2 separate regions of the Sus scrofa genome follow, and region 1 is linked to region 2. The links are chromatin contacts, called in public Hi-C maps. All regions are on one chromosome and are shown on one strand. Each heading gives the region's core, a stretch centred on a gene start, on an enhancer-like site or on the middle of the called end of the contact. The rest is flanking DNA. Distances are from core to core; before and after follow the strand shown. Region 1 has its middle 64 kb from the start of COL21A1. Region 2 overlaps DST (dystonin).

Region 1 (5,523 bases), core at 2,679-5,178, 300 kb after region 2:
GTGGTGTAGGTTGCAGATATGGCTCGGATCCCACATTGCCGTGGCTATAGTGTAGGCTGGAGGCTATAGCTCCGATTAGACCCCTGGCCTGGGAACCTCCATATGCCATGGGAAGTGGTTCTAGAAAAGGCAAAAAGACAAAAAAAAAAAAAAAAAAGAATTTCCAGAGAAACAAAAACTGAGGTAACTCATTGCTAGCATAGCTGGCTTACAAGAAATATTAAAGGAAGTTCATGGATGAGAACAAATTCAGCCAGAGAATAATTTGATTTCACATAGAAAACCAAAGTACACTCACTAAAGGCAATTATGTAGGTAGCTCTAAAAGAAAGTCTCTCCCTGCATCCAGGCTGACCTGAAATGGAGGGATAATGGCATCTTTTCTACAAACCATCATAGATTTGGAGACAAGAAAACATTAGCTCTCTCATTCGGAGAAATTCCACACACAAGATCCCCTCTGCTTATTAGACTTCCCAGTTTCTTCACTTTTAGGGTTCCTATTTTGTGCTTCCGAGGAGCTGGAACTCGCAGACCAGACCTGTTCTTTCAGTTTTTCATGGTCTGGTACTGGTGGGTCTTAAAAATTTGGTGGGAGTTCCCGCTGTGGCACAGCGGGTTAAGAATCTGACTGCAACAGCTAGGATCACTGCAGAGGCACAGGTTCAACCCCTGCCCTGGCATGGTAGGTTAAAAAAGATCCAGCATTCCCAAAGCTGTGGCTCTGATTCAATCCCTGGTCTGGAAGCTTCCATATGCTGTGGGTATGCCATTAAAGAAAAAAAAAAAAAAAAGACTGGTGAATGATTAGGGAAAATTCTATAGAAAAGGAAAGCTTTTATCACACACAGCTTCTTCCTTTGGGAAATGTCACGTCCTACATCCACAAGACCTTATCAGGCATCTTTCACGGGCTCCACGCTCCGGGGCCATGGAAAGAACGTCTCCCCCAAGCTGGGACAATTGTAAAGACACGTTCCTCTAGTGACATGATTGGGGGATGGGTGGCATGTGACAGCCCTGCTCAAAGATCAATTAGATCCCTGCCCAGATTGACAGACACGGAAGAGAGAAGTTCCTTTCATGTTGGGTTAAGCTGGGTCATTGGGACCTCAGGGCAGCTGTTTGCAATCAGATTCTTATTTGCAAGCTGTAGAAAACCACTCTGGTTGATTCAAGTAGAGAAGAAATTTGTGGAAAGGTTACTGGGTATCAGAAGGAATCCCTGGGAGAGCCAGAGCCCAGGGTACATGGTCCACAGTGGGGAGTGTGGCCCCAGTACACCCAGGTCAAGTCTGGTGGGGACTGCAGCTGCACATGGAGGCCTTGACCTGCAGAGCGGACCCTGCGCCCAGGCCCCAGGACCCTAGACACCACCAGGAACGCAAGCTCCCCAAGGGAGAGGTCCCTCCACGTTCCTGCTCTTCCTCCTTTTCTTTTTCTTTGCTGCATCTACTGCGGGTTCCAGATCTAGGACGGCGCCCGGGTTACACCCCTGAGGCCCCAGCTGGAAAGGCGTTTGGGAAAAGAAGCATCTGACATTGTCAGCCTCTGCGGGGGGGCAGGGGGGACTCAGGAGGGGAGCAGGTCCCAGGACCCAGAGGAGTTCCAGATGCTGCCAAACAAAAGTCATGGGAGAAATAGGCTGCAGAATTCAGCCTAGGTAGAGAGGGAGGAAGAGCCAAGAAACAGAGAGACAGACAAAACCCAGATGATATGGAAACCCCTGCATCTAGATGTGCCTCAGACTTTAAAAAACAAAAACCTGACCTATTTATGTTAGCTGATAAATTCCTCTTTTGGCCTAAGTTGCAAACTCTCATTTGCCTCGAGCGCGAGCAAGTGAGCATCTGTCACTGTAAACAAGAGCCTCCTGCCTTATATGGTGCTGCTTTTGCAGTGAGGACACATCCCATTCCCGCTGCTTCCCGGGACGCTTTGCCTGAGTTCTCTCCGCCAGTGCCTTCTGAGTACACTTGACATGTGGTGGGCACATGGACAGCCCAGGTGACAAGGGGACACAGCCCTTCCTGCCAGCTGGCCAGCATCCTAGGGGGGCTCTGCACCACTCTCCCCCACCCCCTGCCCACTTCTCTCAGACTTTGCTCCTGTCTCCTGTGTTTTAAGGAATATGATTCTCGGCTGGGGAGCCTTCCAGGACCACGTTCTGTGTCCAGATGTGGGTTAAGGAACCAAAATGCACGTGTGGGATCTGTGTAAGCACAGAGCCAGGAGCCAGAGTCTCGCTCTCCGGGAATGGGCATACCTGGGCTCCATGCAACTGGTTTTCTGGTATAGGACATACCCCCCAAAATTTATCCCCTAGAGGAAGTCACGTCTCAGAGCTGTGCCCTCAGTCCTTTGGGCAGATCTCCTGTTGCTGGTCCCCCTTCGTCCTCTGCCCTCTGCCCTCTCCCCTACTTCCCGGGCTCACCCTGGGGCCTCACCCCAGCTTCACGGAGCAGGGATCACAGGATGAGGCTGGACACCCTTTCTGCCGTCTGCTTTCTTTCCTTCTCCGATGCCCTGGGGGCTGAGGCCTTGGGGGCTTTGGCCCTGGAGAAGTGGGTGAGGAGTCCAGGAGCTTAGGGCCAGGAGCAGGAAGTTCAGGCCTCCCTGGCCTCCGAAATGTCCACCTTCCTCCTGGGCAGCTGAGATGCTCTGTGAAGAGTGTGGCTCCCTCGCTTGAGCTCCCTGGAAAGCTGGACAGCAGATTCTGCACGTTCCCCGGGGTATGAGAGCTGACCCCTCGGCCCAAACTGTCCCTTCCGTGGAAACTGATAAATTTGGGGCTGGTACCTGGGCAGGGGAAGAAAGGATGGGGAAACCGTGCTGGCCTCTGTGAGGCTTCAAGGCCCCTTCAGAGATGGACCTCAAAGCCTCTGGCCAAGACAAGAATGACCAGCTGCCTCATTGTAATGCCCCCCCACCCCCACCTTAAGCAACTTGCCCTACTCCTCCCTGCCCCCCCCACTAGGAAAGGCATGTGACCCACTCCTCACCCGGCCCTCACAGAGACCTTACACGCCCCCTGCCAACCAGCAAGTGTATCCTGACACTCCTCTTTCCCCAACAATCAGCAGGTCAGCAGGTGCATCCTGAGCCCTCTCCTCTCCCTGGGCTATAAAAACAGACATGACCATGCACCCCCGGGGTCAGCTCTCCCTGATTAAAGGGAAGTTGTCCCGCTGGGTTAACAGCATCTCTCTCCCCCCAATAAACGTGTCTTTTCTTCACCTTGCTCTGAATCCAAAAAATTCTTTTTTCCAATGACGTGCACAGACCACCACAGCTTCCCCTCACCTGCCGGCCCCCAGGGCACCTGAAGCCAGGGGGGCTGTGAGTCGACGAGGTCTTGCTGGTCAGGAAGCAGCAGGTGGGCCGTGATGCTCTGTGGTCTCACTGAGCCAAAGCCAAACAACTGCTAAGACATCCCCCAGCTCAGCCCCCCCAACCCCGCTGGTGTTGCCATCTAGACTCTAAATCCTCTCCCTGCGCTCAGATTTGCAGTGAACCTACTGCGTAAATAGCAGATGCCAAAAACAGAGGGACGATATGTTTCTGACTTTTTAAACACGGATGACATTTAACTTCTCTTGAAACTTCCAGGCTCCGGGCTGGATCACACCCGTTGGCCTCCTTTCCTTTTGAACCCGCAGGGTTTGCAGCAGATGTGAGCAGAGGTCACGGTCAGCATGTGGTGTGGCTCCCGGAGGAAGTGAAAGCAGGTTTTTCAAATGACCTTTCAATTCTTGAAGGCATTTCCTTTTCCCATTAAAAAAAAAAAAAAAAAAAAAAATTATACCTTAACCTGATTAGGAATATGTAAATAAGCTGCTTTCTTCCTCTTATGTTCTCCCATCGGTTGCGCTGCAACACCCGTCCTTCCCCTGGAAATGGGAGGGTCTGATGCAATTATTCTCCATGAAGGACAATGCAGGCCTCTGGGGTCCTTGCCAAGTACGCTTCCTGCCAGGCCCGCTCCTTCCCTCGGTTTAATTATGAGCGATTGTTTGGGCTGCGATGTGAAGAAATATTAGAGAATGGAAAACAAGACCAGGGTTCAGAATATCAGGCTGTAACTGATTCATGTTCTGGCAAGAATCCTCCACTCGATCTCACGCTTCAGCCTGGTGACAGGTCCAGGGAGCAGCCTTGCCCTATAAGCACATGAAGCCCAATTCCCCCATTTATTTTGAAAAGGTCCAAATAGAAGCATTTGAAAAATGCAGGGACAGCCCCAGGCCACAGGGCAAAGGTCTGTGTTAGCCGTGGGCAGTGCCCTTTTCCCAGAGCCCACGGTCCTTTTAAACTGGATATGAGCACCCCCAAGACGGAGCTGGTGTGTCAGATTTTATTGCTTAGTTTTCATGTATTTGACTTGTCTCACGTTTTGCAGGAAGGCTCTGATTCGTTCTCACGGCGTGTCTCAGGGAGGAAAGCCGGGCCCGAGGGGAAGCAGGGGACAGAGGTTTTGACTCTAGATGGGGGTCTGAATCAGCCCCTGAGTCAAAGCGTCAAGTGACCCCTGATGGGAGAGGGGAGCCGGGTGAGAAAGTCAGATCAGACCACCAGGGGCATTTCTTGTTTCTGCATTTTGGTGATTAAATAAAAGACTGTGAATGAAAAATGCCACCTGCCATCTCAGTAAACAGAGGATGTGGCCACCAGCCGCCGTGACAGCTGCCCTAATGGAGAGCCCAGAGGGAGCTCAGGATGGAGACGGAATGACCACCATCAAATCATCAGACTCTGCAGCCCACACCCCCACCCCGACTCCCCCAGGGGGCTCCCTGAGAAGGAAAGCACAGGATGCTGGCCCCAGAGAGCCGAGGTGCGTATCAAAGGCATGCTTGCGGTGAGTTCAGACTTTCCATCTTCCCATACATAGGAAAGCTCTAAATTCCTTAACTTGAGAGATCTGGTTTTCATTAATTACCAGTAATCTCTTGAAGCTCCAACTACCTGGTCCTTGCTGCAAAAACTCCTATATGTCCTGCCTCCCCCCACCCCCACCTCTTCCTTAGAGCTATCTGAGAAGCTGCCGCCCAGGCTCCAAGTCCTCAAATTCTGCCGAATAATACTTCACTCCCCTTCCCCCCACCCCCCTCCCTTCCCCCTTGGCAACCACAAGTCTGTTCATGTCTGTGAGTCTGTTTCTGTTCTGTCGATAGGTTCATCTGTGCCATATTTTGGATTCCATATAAGTGATGAGATCTTACCATAAAGCACAGGGAACTCTATCCAGTCCTTGGGCTAGAACATGATGGAAGATAACATGAGACAAAGAATATCCTGAGAGTTCCTGTCATGGCTCAATGGAAACGAATCCAACTAGGAACCATGAGATTGCAGGTTCAATCCCTGGCCTCGCTCACTGGGTTAAGGATCCGGTATTGCTGTCAGCTGTGGTGTAGGTTGCAGACGCATCTCAGATCTGGTGTTGCTGTGGCCCTGGTGTAAGCTGACAGCTGTAGCTCTGATTAGACCCCTAGCCTGGGAACTTCCATGTGCTGTGGGTCC
Region 2 (5,746 bases), core at 729-3,228:
ATGTTTAAAAATGTAATACTTCTCCTTGTCCTTATGAATTATTAATCTGAAAGTTACTTTGGCTTTTTTTTTTTTTTTTTTTTTTGCTTTTTAGGGAGCTTCAGCCACACCGCAGCCACAGCAACACCTCAGCCATAGCAACACCAGATCCTTAACCCACTGAGCGAAGTCAGGGATTGAACACACAACCTCATGGTTCCTAGTCAGATTCATTTCCACTGTGCCACGATGGGAACTCCTTTTTCGCTTTTAAATTTTCCTTTTTAAATAGTGAAAGAATCCAAACCTTTTTGGAATTACTGCAGGAATGAATACATGGGGTGTCCCATGTGCAGTGTCCCTTGTTCCCCTTCCTTGTTGGAGTATCAAGGGTGATTGTGGCTTCTAGGATCAAGCGTTCTCAATTGCTTTTCTTCCCGTAGGTTCGGAAACATGTGAACGACCTCTACGAAGACTTAAGGGACGGACACAATTTGATCTCTCTTTTAGAGGTTCTTTCGGGAGACACCTTGGTAAGTTTTCAATTTTCTGATTTATCCTGAAGAACTTGAAACCCTCTTTTGCATAGGACTCATCTGTTTCCAGCACAGATTGTTCAGATTTTTGCAGCATTCATCTTTAGCGCTGCTGCGAATCTTGCCTGCAAAAAGTGTTCTGGTTCGGTCCCTAAGCATTTTCCGACTTCAAATGATGTGACTTCTGGAGGCGGAAGCACTTCGATAACCTTGCTTATGTAATTAGTTCTATAATTAAAATAAGACTTTTGTTCTTGCTTCTTTTTTCCTTTTGGGTTTTGTGTTGTTGGTTTTTTTTTTTTTTTGATCGGAAGTTGGATGCATACTATAACTAACTTATTCAAAGACTCACAAAGAGCAAGGAGATAAGCATCGCTTTCTGAAAACTGGTCTAACCCCGTCCACAAGTGTCATCTCCTTTTTTTGTGAACGCCCCTTCCCCTTCCTGGTTACCTGTTCTCCTTCATTATGTTCTGTTCATGCTCTTCTTTTCATTTCTGGTCTGTCTTGTGTCTTTGCTGTCCTATCTTCTGTCTGTTATATTCATTAGCCAAGGGAGCGAGATTTTTTGAAGACCTTACGATTGGTGAGTGCCACAGAAGCATGCGCGTATGAACAGCATGACGATGTGGAGGATGAGGATAAGGGGGTAGGTGTCAGCCCCCATAACTCAACTAACCTAGTCCAGTGCGGTGAGCACTAATGTGATAGCGAGTAACCCCTGGGTTCGGGCTCCTTCTTAGCACCCTGGAGAAAGGACCAGAACCCTCAGTGAGGTGGATGTGTGTGCACCAAAAAATTGGACAGAGGATGTACGTTCTCTTTCCATGGATTGATTGATGACTGCCCTGCATGGTATTGGCATCTCTGTACTTGAATCATAGGATGGGAGTTTAGCTACGGAAGTCGATATACATCTTGTATAAGTATGGACGTCTTACGACCAGCCTGCTCATGTTTATGCCAATCTATTTCCACTTCCGAAATTGATACTTCAGACATAACAATGACCTGTTGCTTAATTTGACGGAACTTATGGACATTTCTGTAATGTTTAAGAGTATGCTGGGGGGTACCCTGGTGGCGCAGCAGAGCAGGTAAAGGATCTGCCATTGTCACCGCGGGTTCGAACCCTGGCCCTGGAACTTCCCCATGCTGTGGGTTTGGACCAAAAAAAGTTTGTTTTAAATCATATCTATTGGTAGTAGGTAGTCGATGGCCCTTCTTTACCTATCTTCACGCATCTGGATTTACTTAGGGGGCATGTTTTAAACACTAGAGTCCTGACAGAGCTGTTTAACCCCTGGGATGCTCAGTTGACCCACCTCTGTTTGTAAGACAGATGTGCTTCTTGTGTCATCACATCTCTAGTGCCCCAGTGTCATGGAACTTGTGCTTTTTGGACCCATTGGGGAGTTCATCACCCTCATGTCTCCCATTAGATGGAACTTACTTTCCCATCCCGTGTGATCTGCCGGCTGTTCCATTCTGCTGCCTTTGGCTGAGGCCACCTGTTTCTGTTTGAGCAGCTCAGCTGTCAGTTATTTTTTCTCTTTGGAAGATTTTATGTGGTACATTCCAGCTCCATTCTTTGTATTTTTGTTGAACATTTTCTCAGCTCTGTTTCCTTGTTTTCCTTCTGCTAACGTGTCACGTTTCTTAAGGGAAACGGCATCAAGGAAAAAGAACGATGAGTTGTCGGTTTTCCTGAAGCAGCAAATCACATGTCCATCCCCAGGCAGTGTAACCCTGTGATAAAGAGCCCAGCTGATTTTGTGCAAAAGCGCAAATAAAATACAGAGGAAATAGATTACCTGGCTTTAATTGCTTTTCTCTTGTCCTCTGTCATGGCTAAGTAAAATTCCACTGGCTTTCTCCTTCTTGGTGATTTTTTATACTAACTGCATGCTGCTTTTTATATCACTTTCATTAACATGCCATACCTAGTTAATCATGAAGACCTTCCTGGCAATAGTCAGAGTTTATTAAGAAGGCAAAATGGGGAATGGTATTTAATTCTTGTTGTGCATCCATAGCTAAAAAGTCTAGGCTAGAATTGTAGTATAGTAACTAAACTTTGTATGTGCTATCGTATTTTCTCTTTTCCTTTTAAGAAAGGAAGAAAATGTTTTGAATAAAGCATCTGTTTATATAAAATGTTTTGAATAAAGCATCTGTTTATATAAAACACATTCAGAAAAATCCCTAGTATAAATTCAATCTCAGATAATGCGAAAAAAATTAAAAATACCATTTTAAAAGTTTAATGGATTTACCCAAACAGTAAATATTGTCTTGACGTAGTAAGATGAGCATAAAGTATATTTGTATCGTATATTCAGCATGAGTATACTTAGCATGGTCAGTGGCATCAGAAACTACAGTGTTTTTTATACCTTGCATTTTTTTATTCTTAGCCCCGAGAGAAAGGTCGGATGCGTTTTCACAGACTACAGAATGTACAAATTGCACTTGACTATTTGAAAAGACGCCAGGTATGATGTTTTTCAAAGACTATACACGTAACTGAACAAATCTGCATAGCACCATGTTTGGGTATGAAGAAGTTAAATTTGCAGATTATGATAATTAAACTTGTGCTTTTGTGAGACAGATATTTTAAAATGATTTTAAACATTTGTTCCAAAGAAAAGGAAGTTAATAGTGGGCATAAGTCCAGAGCAATCATAAGTGGCTACATTTCTATCTGAATAAGAGCTGCTGATTTTCCTTCCTTGGGAATTGGAACACTTTTGCCAAGGAAGTTAATTTAATGACATTGTAGTAGCAATAGAATGTTAAGAATGTGAAGAGTTCTTAGTCGTGGGGAGACAATATTTTTTTATGCTCACCTTATAAAATTATGTTATTTTTATAAAAGCTAACTTTATATAATACTTCAAAAAACTTTGCATCTGTATTTTTCATACTTAGTAGTGAGGAGGCAATAGTTGCTTTTTTTTTTCTGGGCTACAGAGTGCAGTGGCTTCATGTGGGATCTCAGTTCCCAGACCAGGGAACAACCAATAGATGATTTTTTTTTTTTTTTTAATGAGTAGCTAAAACTGGGTAATTTATAAGTGGTTAAAAATAAAAGTTCTGGGAGTTCCCATTGTGACTCAGCACATTAAGAACCCAGGTAATATCCACGAGGATGCTGGTTCAATCCCTGGCGTCGCTCACTTGGTTGAGGATCTGACTTTGCTGTGAGCCGTAGTGTAGGTCACAGATGCAGCTTGGATCTGGTGTTGCTGTGGCTGTGGTGTAGGCTGGCAGCTGCAGTTCCAATTTGACCCCTAGCCTGGGAACTTCCATATGCTGTGGATGTGCCCCTAAAAAGAGGGAGAAAAAAGCCAGTTCTGGAATCCTCCTGTGGCTCAGAGGGTTAAGTACCCATCGGTGTCACTCTGTGGCTCCAGTCGCTGCTGTGGTGCAGGCTCATTTCCTGGCCTGGGAGCTTCCACATGCCATGGGTGTGGCCATAAAAAGAAAAATTAAAAAACAAACAAAAAGACAATTTTGACAGCAATCCCCAACTGACTTGAGGTTTCAGAAGAAATCATAGAAAAGAATGAGCAACGTCTTGGACTTGATCTTGGTTAGTTAACACTGTGTGTTATAGTGATATAAGCCAAATAATTGGTAATTTTCAATGAGTAGAAAAAAAGAGATAAAGAAACTCAGGAGAACTGAAATTTACTGAAAAAAGTGAAAAAGAAAGGGAGGGCCAGGAGGACAAAGAGACCCTGTCTGTTATTAATCCTCCATTTAGCTTCTTATGAACATCGAAATGGTTTTAGTTATTAAATGCTAGCAATTACTCTGTACTTATATTTTGTAAATTTTATTGGTATTTGCCTTACCATTCTTAATTCTAGTGGAAGTTTCCAGAAGGACTAATGGTTAATTATGTCTCCTTGTCGAAATATTTTTGGCAGTGATTTGTCCAGGAAAGAAAATCTTAGGTGTTATTGTCTTTAATTCATGATATTTTGATTCGTTTTAATTCTTTTTCCAGGAAGTAAATGTTAGATACCATCATGACATTTATTTACCTGAATGTGTAATTTGACGGTTGATAAGCTTTAAGTCTAACTATTATATTATTTTTAAAGTTTTGAATCATTTTCAAGTGACATATATTTATCTACCTTGGTAACAATTTATGGCAGACAAATAGAATAATAATGCTAGAGGTTGGGGGTTTTTTTACACTCATTGTGACAGAAGTGTGAGAAAGTTATTATTATTTGATGGTTTGGAATAGTTTCCTACCTATTTGTTAAAAGAAAGCTTATTTTCAAAAGACAAAATTATTTCTGGGAGTTCCCGTTGTGGTGCAGCAGAAACAAATCCGACTAGTATCCATGAAGTTGTGGGTTTGATCCCTGGCCTTGGCTCAGTGAGTTAAGGATCTGGCGTTGCCATGAGCTGTGGTGTAGGTTGCATACTCGGCTCGATCCTGTATTGCTGTGGCTGAGGTGTAGGCCAGCAGCTGCAGCTCTGATTTGACCCCTTGCCTGGGAACTACCATATGCCATGGGTGCAGCCCTAAGAGGCCAAAAAAAAAAAAAAAAAGAAAAAGAAAAATCTGATTTAAAAATTTTTAGGATTTCTTGCTTGAGTTGTGTTTTTGTTTTGACAAGTGTACTTTTAATGCTTGTTGTAGAAGACAAAACCAAAATAATACTGATTTTTTTTTTGTAGTTACTCTATATTTAAAATCTAAAGTGAGTGGGGATGGGGGTAAAACAGTATTTTAAGGGTTATTAGTATTTAAATTTCTCAGGCTTTCTTTGTATGTGTAATGTAGAGTCACGTTTATGTAAGTAACAATGACTCGTGCTGGTTTGAAAAAACTGTTTTCTCTCTTCTTCACAAATAAAACAGGTGAAATTAGTGAATATTAGAAATGATGACATAACAGATGGAAATCCCAAATTGACTTTGGGATTAATATGGACAATAATTTTGCACTTTCAGGTAAGCCCGATTTTCCTACTTGTCATTTCGTTTCGCCTCATTGCTAATTTTCAAGTGGTTCCTATGAAGGATGTGAATTCTGCATTCACATCCAAGGGAAGAAATTAATTTCAGATTTGTTTCTTAAACCATAATTTGTATTGTTCCTTTCTGTAACATGCTGCTTGTGAACTTGGTACCCTGTTTCCTGGTGTGGAAAAGCTTGAAATGTTTTTAGGACAATATGTGTAATCTTAGAGTTGAAAGAC

Evidence for each region. A called contact is a pair of places that touch in the nucleus more often than the background predicts.
Region 1: a Hi-C map of fetal skeletal muscle shows a contact between it and region 2, with 2.5 times the contacts expected there. The contact joins two enhancer-like sites. A contact is called at or near these places in 12 of 47 Hi-C or Micro-C datasets (alveolar macrophages, embryonic fibroblasts, epiblast stem cells and 8 more) and 1 of 2 datasets of contacts at active chromatin or transcription factors (skeletal muscle).

Annotation. Positions count from the first base shown.
Region 1 is chr7:29,348,178-29,353,700 of Sscrofa11.1, forward strand. No RefSeq gene overlaps it. Among named protein-coding and RNA genes, the nearest start is that of COL21A1, 64 kb to the right of the region's middle. Within about 2 kb of position 3,929, at least 29 of the 83 cell types and tissues checked have an H3K27ac peak or open chromatin away from gene starts, as enhancers often do. A contact at or near this core is called in fetal skeletal muscle, where this site is marked.
Region 2 is chr7:29,052,748-29,058,493 of Sscrofa11.1, forward strand. It overlaps DST (dystonin), which reads left to right. Exons shown (of 101, transcript XM_021098579.1): 6 at 423-512; 7 at 1,066-1,164; 8 at 2,933-3,010; 9 at 5,406-5,498. Among named protein-coding and RNA genes, the nearest start is that of DST, 240 kb to the left of the region's middle. Within about 2 kb of position 1,979, at least 1 of the 83 cell types and tissues checked has an H3K27ac peak or open chromatin away from gene starts, as enhancers often do. A contact at or near this core is called in fetal skeletal muscle, where this site is marked.